Linked DNA regions of Mus musculus: region 1 is linked to region 2. Evidence: chromatin contacts called from public Hi-C data. All regions are on one chromosome and are shown on one strand. The core of a region is the stretch at or near the end of the contact, and the rest is flanking DNA. Distances in the headings are between cores, read along the strand shown.

Region 1 (6,449 bases), core at 3,068-5,567, 120 kb after region 2:
GTGAGTTACAACACCCTTTGTGTTACAGCCAATGGTGCAACAAGCAACACTAAGTAGCAACCCTTCCAGGCAGGTGCTGCTGGTATATGCAGGACAATCAGGAAGCACAGGACTACAAGGTGAAGGAGCACGTGTGGTCTGGGTTTTATACTACTTACCATACCAATAAGTTACTTTACAAGAAAATTATAACAGCTCAAAATCCCGCCACTAACACTTCCTTACATTCAGGAAGTCTGGACCTTAAGTTGTAGTGAAGTTAAAAAGCAGAATCTCATTTAAATAGTGCCTTATTTTAATCTGACTGATGGTAAATATTAAAGAAAACAAAAAGGTTTCTTACTTCTTTGCAACTAGTACCGCCTCTTCCAGAAACTGCATGTTCAAATCATTTGGATTGTTTTAATAAGATGTTAACTTTAAGCAGCTCTTCAACATCATTTATCTTTCCTTAGAAATATATATGTCATTAATATATGGAAAAATAAAAGAATGAATAATTAACATTTCTTGAGGTAAGAATGTTCATGCATAAATGAAAGTAGTTGTGTACAGAATAATAGTAAATGTCATATATATACAAATATGTGCATATATGTACACAAATGATATGTATGAGTACGTATGTACATGTGTGACTGTGTGTGTACTGATTTTATTTCTCATTTTTGCTTTAATCACATATGAGCTTCTGTAAGCCATATAGAAATTTTGATCACCAAGTAGAAAAATCCCTTTGCTCTCTTAGCTGTGACACTGATTGCCAGATGTACAGGCCATTTTTTTGCAGGAGCTGCAAGGGCTTGTTCCACAGCACAGTCCTCTCCACACAAAGGATGCAAGTGCTGTGCATGTTGCAAATGTCTCACTCACATGACTGCAATCTCCCCTTAGAATCCACTTTAATTCTTGCATACAATGTGTTTGCCGTTCAGCTTCTAGTTACCGCTCTTACTAAGAAGGTCCTACGTGTTAGCATGTGGAGCCTTGGGGAGAAGCTGTATGAGCTGTTATACGCATGTCTCAGTCTGTACTTAGTACTCCGGCACTTGCTGTAACTGTTCACAGGCCCTTTCATTACGTCTGCCTGAGCACTTTCTACCTCCAACGACATGACTCATTATCAAGTCTTATTTCCATTCCTTTGTTCTACATTAGAGGATGTACTAACTGATGCAGAATTATGTGCGGCAGTAATCACAGGGGTCATGGCCTTCTCTTAAAGGTATACTTCAAAAAAAAAATGTATAAACTATTGAATGTCTGATGAACTTCAGAAGCACTGCCCAGGCCTACAGGACAGATAACACAGAAACCCACCCCACCACCATCCACATTTTAGGACTTTACCCTCTCCTCTATCATGCTGAGGACCACGATGGAGCCTCTACCAACCCAACCCAACAGGGCACTCACTTCACAGGACCCAGAGGTTTGGTGGCCTTCCTGACACCTGGCCTCCCTTAGTCACATAAACACTGGGACAATGAAGGGACTCCAAAACATCTCACTGCCCTTAAACATGCAGGATTCTAAAAGACCTGATTAGAATCCACACCATTCAAACTACCCACCGCTGATTACCAAGGTGGCATATTTCAAAATTTTCCTTACTTAATACTGAAATGATGACAAATGATGAAGCCCAGAAGAGAAAATTTTAAAGTTTCTAAGAATTTGCTCAATGCAATATCGACCATCTTTACTCTTGGGATTTGCTAATTAGTGTTTTAAATTTTTACTTGATGATCCTATGTTATTAAAGGCAGTAAAAATGAATATTATAAGAGTAACTTAGTTTCAGCTATGAATGACTAAAATACTATAAATATACTGACACAAATCATGATCTCATTTAAAGAAAAACAGGTCTTTTTCCTAACTATTACAAAATATTGACAGGCACTTCAAGAAAGCACTAAATTAAACTTTCTATCCCTCTTCACTTGACCCCTCTTACAGGCACGGTATCTCAGCCTGAACACACAGAGAGAGGCTGGCTGAACACACAGAGGCTGGCTGAACACACAGAGGCTGGCTGGGACAAAGGACACACTCGCTTTTGACTTCTAGAACAGCCAGTTAAAGAAGGCCTGGTCACCACTTCCATTTGGGTTTTTTCCCCCGAAACAATTTCTATGTGATTCCATCAGTATCTTTCTGAATGTAGTGGCCTTGAGAAGAGCATCCTAGAACAAGAAAACCCCAGCCATCCTAACATGAATACACTCAGTAGCTCACAGCCATGGACACAGAAGGCAAACTGTGAAGGTGGCAGTGAAACCAGAATTTACAACCTTAACTTCCCTCTGACACAATGCGAGGGCAGCAGACAGCAGCAAGCCTTCTCCCTGGAAAAGGTTTTCATTGCTTCTCCCTCACTCTCCATGCTGAAGTCAGACCTAGACGCTTACGTTTCATCTTCAGAACAGAAGCAGCATTGTTCTCAGCTGTCACTTGTTTTTACAATTGTGCAAGATACTGTTTTCTAACATTTAACTTAAAATTAATTTAACTCCCATATAACTGGTTCTCCCTATAGTATAAACTCCATTCCTGGCATCCATATTCTTTTCAAATTTCTAGTTTCTAAGCCATGGTTATGATGCTTGTATGAGACAGTGTAATCTCAGGAGTGACATACACACTCTCCTTACAGAATCCTTCACAGCCGTGGCCACTGTAGGTGTTAAGAGTACCAAATATGTACAAGTCCCAATTTTGTTTCAATGCATTGTACAACATCAGAGCCATGAACTTCTCCTGTGCATTTTACTATTACTTCACCAGAGACCACAAAGGATAAACAGAATGAGGGAACTTCCTCAAATGCCAATCAACTATGGTATTTCTTAGTCTGACTATAGGTAAGGGCAAAAAGGTCTGCTTGCAAACACTTTTAAAACCAACTCTAACATTCTGGGCCTGGTAAATAAGAGAGAGAGAAATGAAATGTGCACCTTACTGCAGCAGCATTTACACCTTGTAGGAGAGACATCAAGTCAGCCCCCAATAAACAGACTCTGTTCCTTTCTTACAGAGCTGTAAATCTGTTGAGAGCAACAATGGACTGCATCCAAAAGAAAGAAAATCACACTGCGTCTCCTGGCCTCTTTCACATGCAGGTGGTTCTCTCATTGAGGGTCCAGACAAGAGAGACAAATACTGGTATTGAGTAGAACTTTCTAGAAAGCACCTTTGAAAAAGAGGTACTTTCACCTGGCATAGTCCTCTTTTACTTCCTACTTTTGGGCAAACAGGTGTTGTAGCTGGGAAGCATAACTGTTTGACACCATAAGGAAAGAGCCACTGATAATACAAACACCTCAGCCTCTCAGATCCCACAACCGGTAAACCCAACTAACAACTTGGTAACTGTGGAGTTGGCACTATATCAGGAAACTAAATCCCCCTACCTTATTTAAGCCTCTATTTATTAGGTTTTATATGACATTTTCTGAAGTTAAGTGCAAAGTAATACAATCTAATAAGAAAGAGATACAGAAAAGGTTCTTAGAAAATCCACAGAGGAAGACATTTGTATGATGGAGGCAGAGGGCAGAGGGGATCAGGAAAATAAATGTCCAGAGAAGCAAATATACAAGTCAGTCCATTCATTTGTTCAAGGATCACCTTCCTCCACTGTATGAGCCACTGACACTGAGGGCTGAGGGGACACAGGCAAGAAGAATCTTATAACAGAGTTACCATAAGGGGAGGACACCCAACCAGCACTGGACTGTGCCTACCCCTTCTTTCTACTACTCATCATGAAGTTACAAAGGAAAATGAACTCTGAGGAGGATTCATATCATGGCTATTACCTCAAAATCCTAAAGTATTCACCAGCCAAAAGCTGGGCTACATATTGCCTGAAGATTGTATTTTTCCTCCACTGCCACTCTAACCAATTTTCCCAAACCTCAAAAAAGTCAGTGTACTATCTAGGCAACTAACTTCATTAGTGTGCTCCAAAGAATACCCAAAAGTATAAATATTCCATATTTGGATAGCATGTGCTAAGTGGAAATGTGGTTTGTTTGTTTGTTTGTTTTCTTTTTCTATCTATTATCAGCTATTAACAACTCTATGGAAAAATTAAGAAATATCAGGTTTGTCATACTTGCAGAATAAAATAGGGAGAAAGTCTTTTCTGGGCTGTTTATAAACACACAAGATTTAGGAGAATGTCATTCAAACCAAAACAACAGGAAATCACTCTCGCTCAAAGATCGGGCTTAGATCACGGTGAGTTCCTCTCCAATCCTGCTAAAGCAAGTTTCTGCATGCCTTCCGGAGCCTCCGCCTACAGAGCTGTTAGGCCAGCGGCCAACACATATATTTAATTATGTAAGTATTCAGTGCTGTCAGCCAGCTGCTGCCGCTCTTAATACACTGACCTCTTTCACTCCTCCTCTTGCAGAAACCGGCAAAAACAAAGCAACAGTTGATGCGGCAGTAATCATGAAATATGCAAAATACTATTCTCCAAAAAAGGTTTCAGATAACTACACAATTCAGCTTTGCATTTTTAAAGTGATTTGCTCCCTCTCAAGTGCTTTTCTGTTCCTTCTTTGCAAATGCAATAACTGATCTAACTGGAAGTTCCTTTTTGTTTCTATACCTTAAAAAAGTCAACCATGAATTCAAGTATATTTTCTACTTTCTTGTCACCAAATTTCTCACTGGAACACACACGAGGCAATTGCCTTCCATCATTCCATCCATGTCTGTTCTGTGCTTACAGGACAAGCAACGGAACACATGGCCTATATGCCCATCACTCTCAGTCCTCGTTTTCAAAAGAAAAAAAAAAAAGTAAGTTTCATTTGATGTCCCTAGAAAGTCCATTCTGCCAGTAGTACCCTCAATTCCAAAGTAGCTCCAAGGGCTGGGCAGGTAGCAAAGCCCCCAGAACAGCAGAGAGCAGACTAAACAGAACTGAGACACATAAATAAATGCAAACAAAACAAGTCCACACATGGGGGATGATAACCAGAGCTAACCGTGAACAACTCACCAGAAAAGTGGGACTTCATCAGCTCAGGTTAGCAGCACGTGTGCTACAGAGCTGAGGCACCTCACTGACAGTCTCTCTTTCCTCACAGAGCTGTGTCACCCCTCACTCTAGACCCTAAGGTACCAGGTTAACTTTCCCAAACAATTCCTTCCTGTCTTCTGTTGGCAGAGATCTGGTGGCTTTTTCTCACTCACAGAAACTATAAACAAGTTGATGTTCAAATGTAAGCCAGTGCTGTGGTGTTAATAGCAGACAACACGGGAGTGACAATAGCTTTGACTGGGACACTGACAGTGAGCTGAGAGACAGTGTCAGCAGGAGCATGAAAACTGAACTGAGGCAAATTAAACAAACATGCACACAGTGAGAAATAATCATGGTGTCTCAGACTCAGGCAAAAGACCATCGGTCCTTCCCTGTGACTCAAAATGACCCAGAAGTACAATCCAGAAAGTACCCTAGCTGGTTTAGTTGGGTAGAGAAAAAGGTCCTGACATTCACAGCCCAGAGCTACCAGCATGGCCAGGGGACTCCAAGGCACAAGGACTCATAATGTTGTCATAACATCCCTCAGGAAAGAAACTGGAGACCAACTGTGACCAAAAAAAAAAAAAGTAGGCTTTCACCTCTTCAGGACAAGAGAGGCAAGTTACTTCCTAGCCTCGACAAGGACCCACAGCAACCTTGTGGAACCATGCTCAAAGAACCTGTAAGTACCTTACTCTATAGGAGGAACAACAATATGAACTAACCAGTACCCCCAGAACTTCTTGAGACTAAACCACCAATCAGAGAAAACACACGGTGGGACTCATGTCTCTAGCTGCATATGTAGCAGAAGATGACCTAGTGGGCCATCATCAATGGGAGGAGAGGTCCTTGGTCTTGCAAAGATTCTATGCCCCAGTATAGGGGAATGCCAGGGCCAGGAAGAGGGAGTGGGTGGGTTGAGGAGTAGGGGGAGGGGGAAAGGTATAGGGGATTTTTGGAGAGGAAGCTAGAAAGGGGGATAGCATTTGAAATGTAAATGAAGAAAATATTTAATAAAAATTTTTAAAAACTCCCCCCCCCAAAAAAAAGATAAATCTAAGACAACAGTCTTAGAGTCAAAGACTCCATACAGAAGTTCTTCTTAGGCTGAGGCAATGGCTGGGAACCTGAATTCAATCCTTAGAACTGCTGTTTAAAAAGCTGTACATGGTAGTGTTTGCCTGTAACTGAACACTGGGGAGAGGGAGACTGAAGGACACCTGGGATCTCAAGGCCACACAGTCTACAAATCAGTAAGCTACAGGTTCCATTAGACACTCTGCCTCAAAACATAAGATGGAGAACAACTGTGTGAAATACCTAAGGTTAATCTCAGACATACAGCACACACACGGACACGGACCAGGACACGGACACGGACACGGACACGGACACGGGG
Region 2 (6,799 bases), core at 3,251-5,750:
TGAGAGTCATGGACCATATTGATGCAGAATAGCACAGACTCACACAAACTTACTTACTTTCTCTCTCTCTCTCTCTCTCTCTCTCTCTCTCTCTCTCTCTCTCTCTCTCTCTCTCCCTCTCTCTCTCAGCATTGTGTAATCTCAAGACATAGGAGTCAGATTAATCAATCAGTTCAGTCTAACTTACATAAGATCCTATCTCAAAAAAAACCACAAACAAACAAACATAAAACAACAAACCTTACTTATTGAATCAAATCTTAAAAATCCTCAGAAACAAATAGTGAATGTGTGCTGTGCTGGATCACATCATCCTGGCAGTGCAAACAGTGCGAATGGTGAGGGAGTGTGCTCTTTGGGGTGTAGGACAACAATCCATGCCCGCCACACACCACTGAACAACATCTGTTCACATCTCTAGCAGCACTATGTGGAGACAGGGTCTCCTGAGGAAGGCCCAGACCGCGCTGAAACTTGGTATTGTAACCCATACTGGCCTTAAAACTCTTAATCCTGATACTTTAAACGACTAAGGGCTGGATGACAGGTATGTGTCAACTACTTAGTCTAATTGTGTGGGATGTGTGTGTGTGTGTGTTCAACTAAATATCCTCAACTCATTTAATATCATACAATATAAAGGTTGCAAAAAATACAAAATGTATTTTTCTTAATCTGAAAAATAAGGAAAAATTTAAAACTATAATCTACTATGAATAGAGAGTACATGAATGACAACTGACTTAAAAGCAATAAAAACTAGGCAGACTCCTATTGAAATGTTAAGAGGGCTTCGTAGATAGAATGATGTTTATTTGTATCTCTAACATGAAACTATAAAGACGCAAACCCAGGAAGCAATAACATAAACTCTAAGTCAAACTCTGCCAGGAACTATCAGTAAATGTGTTTTCACTTTTACCTTCATTTCTTAATACATTCATTAAGTTTCAAGAATTAAAGAGAAGTCCACATGTCACATGCCACAGTGTGTAATTCTGATTCCCTCCTGACTCTCCCTGCCCCCATCACTCTTCTATCTAGGCTGAGGAAAATTCGAAGTGCTAGCTAGCACATCAAGGAACAATTAACTCCCATAATATAAGACAGCTATACACTCTTTCAAAATGAGCACTGGAGGTTGCAGATAGATAAGCAGGAAACGGGACATGTCCAAGGGTGTGCAGTTGACATGAAGGAGGACAAGCTTACAAACAGATGGGTAAGGAGGAGTTTGCTGAACAGCCAAGCAAGACTCAAAGCCATGCTGTCTTAGGGTTTTCTGACACAATTCAATTACTACTATTGGCCTTTTATGATTCTTAGATTTGAGTTGGGAAAGAATTGCATTCATTTTACTCACTGAAACACATAATACATAATTTTAACAGATGGCAGAACATAGAGTCTTCTAAAACTGATGAGGATATAAGTGGTAAGCAAGTTTGGGAGGCTCTGGTTTGTTTTTTTAGGATGGTGTTTTGTAAACGAAGATATAAATCTGTGTTAGTAAGTAGCTGGACACTATCACACCCCAATACTCACACAGAGCAGTGCCGAGGTAATCTACCAGCCGTACTGGTTTTGCCCTAAGTTCATTTTCAGAAACAAACATACACAAAAATTCTTGAGAGGGACAGAATAAGAACTGGCCATACAATACAGTACTGGAGTAGATAGCATTTCTCAAAAATCTGTATCTACTTGGACCCTTCTTTGGAGGACTGCCATTGTGGACAGAATCTAGTTTGGGTAGGGTCATTCTAGAATAGAGTAGATCCTAATCCAGTGGGGCATAGAAAAATAAGGCCAAGGAAGATCTGCACAGAGTTAATCCATCCAAAGGCCAAGGAAGATGGGAATGGAGAGTTAAGCTATCTGAGGCTAGGAAGGGGAAACACCACTGATCAGCGTTAGGAGAGGAAAGGGGGACTCTGCCTCAGACACTACGAGAAGTGTGGCACTGTTGCATCTTTAGTTGGAATGCCCAGACTCTAAGCCTCCTAGGGGTGCCATTCTAAGCAACCCAGCTTGAGAGCCTTGGTCTTCACTGCCCTAGGACAGTAACTCAAGGACGTGCTCAGAAACTTCTCTCAGTGGTGCTGCAATGGATGTGCCATTGCACGCACACTAGCATACGAGGAGTTACGAAGCTGGGAACAGTGATTCTCTCTGAATGAAAGACTGGTTCATTTGTATTCTACTGTTTGTACTCTTTCCAAATTTACAAACCTTTTCTCAATAAACGTGTTTACTTTCATAATACAAACAAAAGCCAATAAAGATGACTCCATTAAAAAAAAAACATAAAAAAGTGAACAGAGTTAAGTTAGTCAGGAAGCAAGGCATAAATAAAAACATGCAAAAATAGAAAGGGCAAGAAATGAAAATCTATCAAAACACTCATTTTTGCTAAAACAAGGGATATTACACAACCTTTTATAGATGATTTTGAAAAATCAAGATAAAGTACATAATTTCAATAGAACAATGCAATTTACCAAATCTATCCCCAGAAAAAGACCCCCCCAAAAAAAACCCTAAAAATTAAGTTCCCACAGTTAAATGCTAAACATTTCTTCTATGTAATCCTAAAAGATGGAATGATATAGTGGTTACATAAGTAATTCCTAAAAACAGAAAAACAATAAACATACTCCAAACCTTTCTTTTTCTGTCAGATTCAAAATTCTGACAAAGAAACCTGTGGGAAATGGGGAGGGGACAACACCTCCATTTTTAGGAACATCAATATAAAAATACTAAGCAAAATATTAGCAAATAGTTTTGGGTTCTGGACAAAGAAAGAATGAGAGGTAATCAATCTTTCCTTACACAATAAATAAAAAGGACAAAAAATATGCAAAGTAATTTTCAGATATTGGACCAAATATAAACAATGATAAATAAATGAATAAACAAACAACAAGACATGGCTTTGAGAGAGTGAAGAACGCTAAGCAGGACCAGCTTTTCAATACCCCCACGTGTTCTATGCAGACACGATCCACATCTCAGTGTATTTATTTAGATGTATCCAAAGGAGAGGAGGCAGGTCTGGTGGAGAAGAGTTGGGCACCACCAAGTCTAAGAGCATAAGAATCTGCAGGCTGGTACTTGTAGGGAAGAGAGCTTTAAAGAGCTGTGGATACCACATTAAGTGTCTTATGGACTGACCAGCCTATACCCATGAGGAGTTCCTTAGCAACCAGAAGAGAAAGCCATTCCAACACAGAGGACACTGAGCAGACTCTTCAAAAGCAAATTTATTTGCCTTGAAGAAAACTAGTCCTCCACTAACAGCTACCCTTGACCTGATAACAGCAATTAAGAGAAAGTCCAGAAAAGACCAAGTGTTTCCAAGTAACCAAACTCGGATAGGAATACAATCTAAAAATATTTGGGAGAAAAAAAAAATAAGCCAGCAGCTAACAACATAAAATTTACAGTCTGGATATTAATAACCAATTTCCAGACATGAGAAGAAGCAGGAAAACATGACCCATGATGAGGAGAAAAATAAGTCAGCAGGAACAGAATGAGAAGTAACACAGATGATAAAATCAGTAGACAAGAGCTTGAACACTCAAACAAATCCCATGTGTTCAAAGTGGTAGAAGAACCTATGAGCACAATGAGAATGCAAACTGATGTAAAAATATATGTGTGTTTAAAAAAGATTCAAGTCAAGCTTCTAGCAGTTAAAAATAGAATAGGAACGAAGAAAAATAGAGGAATGAGTAAGCCTGAAGCCCAAAATAGAAATTGGCCCTAATGAAATGCAGAGAAAGATTAACAAGTGAATAACAGCTGAGCTGAGGGACATGAAGTAGATCTGCAACAGTTAAGTGGCAGGAAGGATCCTTACAGAAAACAAGGCTCAACTTAAGCCTGCAAGGCTTACGGAACACAGTATAGAAACAACACAAGAAACCACAAGACATGCCATTATAATGCCCAGAAACACTGATAAAGCTGTACAGCTCCCAAAAGAAAATTAAAAAACACATTATCTTTTTGTGAAATAAAATTAAAAGACACCTGACCTCTGATAAGAAACAATAAGCAGTGCAAAGAATACAAGACATTCTCAAAGTATTAAAAGATAAAGGGGCCAGGCAGTGGTGGCACACACCTTTAATCCCAGCACTTGGGAGGCAGAGGCAGGCAGATTTCTGAGTTTGAGACCAGCCTGGTCTACAGAGTGAGTTCCAGGACAGCCAGGGCTACACAAAGAAACCCTGTCTCAAAAAAATAAAACAAAACAAAAAGATAAAGGGTATTGAGAACACATTGAAAATTTTGAAAGTATTCAAACTATTGAAGTATTAACTGCATCAAAAATATTATTTAAAAATCAGAGTGAGAAAAAAATCAGTGACAGAAATACTGTTTATGATCTGAAAGAGATAAGAGAGAGCAGACTAGACTACAGGCATGTTAAAGCCTCACAGAGAAGAGTGGCCCAGACAGGAATCTGAACACCCAGAAAGGAGTGGAAAGCACCACGACTGCTCAAGGATGGGAGTTAAGAGAAAAGACCATAGCCCTCCTGGAGGAACCCTGTTAATCAATATCCTTCTGTCCAGTGAAAGCATTTCCTGGACACATGGCCAGTCTACTGCTGTAGAATGTAGGACAAAAATCTGAATAACTAAAGCAGGAGATGGGAAAATTACAGTAAATGAAATATAAGTCCTTAAAGCCAGCGAGGCACAACTAAGGCATGAGGAAGCAGCAGGGTGGCAATCCGTGTCTCATAAAAGGGAAGAAGGAAGCTAAAGCCAAAATTTCATGAGATCGGAAGATGACACAGCAGGATAAAACTGGAGACAGCTTTAATATGTGAAAGTTGTAGGAGCTAAACATCCCAACTAGAGAATAAAAAACAAATACTATCAGATTGGATACAACAAACAAATGAACAGACAAACCAAAAAGCACCATCACATATAGGCCACACAGTTCAAATTAAAATGATAGGAAAGGACATGTCAGAGTCACACCAAGAAACAAAGGTTTAGAGTAACTCTATTAACAGAGAAAGCAGAAGTGCAGATATAATCAGAGCTTCACAGTGCCTCGTCATAATGGGCATTTAACAAATGGCAGTAAGAATCCTAACTTTGCAAAATGTAAAATTATAGCTTTAAGTACACAGATATGACCAGAATTGAAAGAAGACACTGGAACGGCCGCAGTTACACTTCCAAACTTCAACAGACAGCTTTCCATCACGGAAGAGAAAGGAAGAAAATAAGTAATGTCAAAGTGAGCCAGAACAACATTGCTAAACACTTGATCTAATTGACATTCTTATCAAGAGCCATGAAATATTCACCAAAACACATTACACTCTGAACAAAACAAGTTTCTCAAAATTTAGATAAGTTGAAATCATGGCTTTCAAGCAACAGTGAATTAAGACAAAAACACAACAGAAGGCTATTTTGATAGCTCCTGAGAAGTCTGTGGCTAATAAACATGCTTCTCACATTACAAGGGCTAACTATGACATCACAAATGAAACTTAAAAGAAGTTGAAGTAAATAGAGGTATGGGGATGCATGTCAATTTCTAAGATGTCCACGATGATCATAGAAGGAAACACACAACATTAAATGTTTTACTGGAAAACAAGAGTAAACAAATAACCTAAATTCTGAAGCTCAGGAAACAGGAAAAAAGGAGAACGTTGAGAAGAAACAAAAAATGATCAAAAAGAAATCTGAATAATGAAAGCTAGCTCTCTGAGAACATAGGTAAGATGACAACCCACATCAGGTGAGATCAGCCACATTCAGGAGAAGACACACAGACAGTAGCAGGAAGAGTTTTCACACAGCCAAAAACCCCACAGAGGCAAGTGAGGAGATGTAGAAAGAGCCTTCTACACTCAGAAAAGACAATGATGTGAAAGTAATTCCCTCGGAGGAAAACAATAGCAACCAAGCAGTGTACATTTTATCTACTTAACTCTACATGCAGGTGACTAGAGGTAAAAAGAAATAATGCTACTATAAGCAAATGCTGGAGCCACTTAGTGGCTTTATTTAGCCTGGGCTACAGAATCAGCCCATGACCCCAGCCTTCAAGAAACGTCAGATCTCTGCTAAACCTGAACACTGACTGCCCCCAAAATATTAAGTGTGCCAGACCCTAATCTACTGAATCCCAAAAATACATGAAAAACACTGCACCATCCCCAACTACAGTTCACATCCATAAGACAATGGTGGTTTAGCAAACAACTTACTGTGTAATTCCTCACAGTAATGACTGAACCAAAAGTCGGGATTATCCCGACAAATATGAGGAAGCACTTCACAAAAGTGAGCATTCACTCATGATAAAAAAAAAAATTAACAAACTCAGAACAGAAGCAAACTTTCTCTACCACACAAAACTCAAACATCACATTCAAAGCTGAATGACCAATCCCTTCTACCTGATAAAGAACACCAAGATGTCTGCTCTCAAGCCTCAGGGTCACAGTATGGAGGACGGCCCAGCCAGAGAAGTAACTAAAAAAAAACCAATCTCGAGGCATAGGAGCACAGAGAAGAAAGTAGAATTATACACACATGCAACATGACTACACAGACAGTCAGAAGCAAACTTTTAATAAATTAGATTTAAAAGAGTTTAGCAAAATGGTACAATAGTGTTAATACATGAAAACCTCAATAATATACAATATGAATGCATATTTGGAAGCTAAAACATTTTAATCTCATCTATGAGAACTTAGAAAATTCAAGTTTTGAGAGTAAATTTGAACTCCCTTCCCAAAGAAAGA

What was found. Hi-C and Micro-C count contacts between places; a contact is called where the count stands out from the background.
Region 1: a Hi-C map of uterus shows a contact between it and region 2, with 4 times the contacts expected there. The contact joins two enhancer-like sites. A contact is called at or near these places in 3 of 484 Hi-C or Micro-C datasets (liver and uterus) and 3 of 115 datasets of contacts at active chromatin or transcription factors (CD8 T cells, the HPC-7 cell line and bone marrow-derived macrophages).

What each region holds. Positions count from the first base shown.
Region 1 is chr13:29,765,499-29,771,947 of GRCm38.p6, forward strand. All of the region lies in intron 5 of Cdkal1 (CDK5 regulatory subunit associated protein 1-like 1), which reads right to left. Among named protein-coding and RNA genes, the nearest start is that of Cdkal1, 87 kb to the right of the region's middle. Within about 2 kb of position 4,318, at least 115 of the 459 cell types and tissues checked have an H3K27ac peak or open chromatin away from gene starts, as enhancers often do. A contact at or near this core is called in the HPC-7 cell line, bone marrow-derived macrophages and uterus, where this site is marked.
Region 2 is chr13:29,646,006-29,652,804 of GRCm38.p6, forward strand. All of the region lies in intron 8 of Cdkal1 (CDK5 regulatory subunit associated protein 1-like 1), which reads right to left. Among named protein-coding and RNA genes, the nearest start is that of Cdkal1, 210 kb to the right of the region's middle. Within about 2 kb of position 4,501, at least 20 of the 459 cell types and tissues checked have an H3K27ac peak or open chromatin away from gene starts, as enhancers often do. A contact at or near this core is called in the HPC-7 cell line, bone marrow-derived macrophages and uterus, where this site is marked.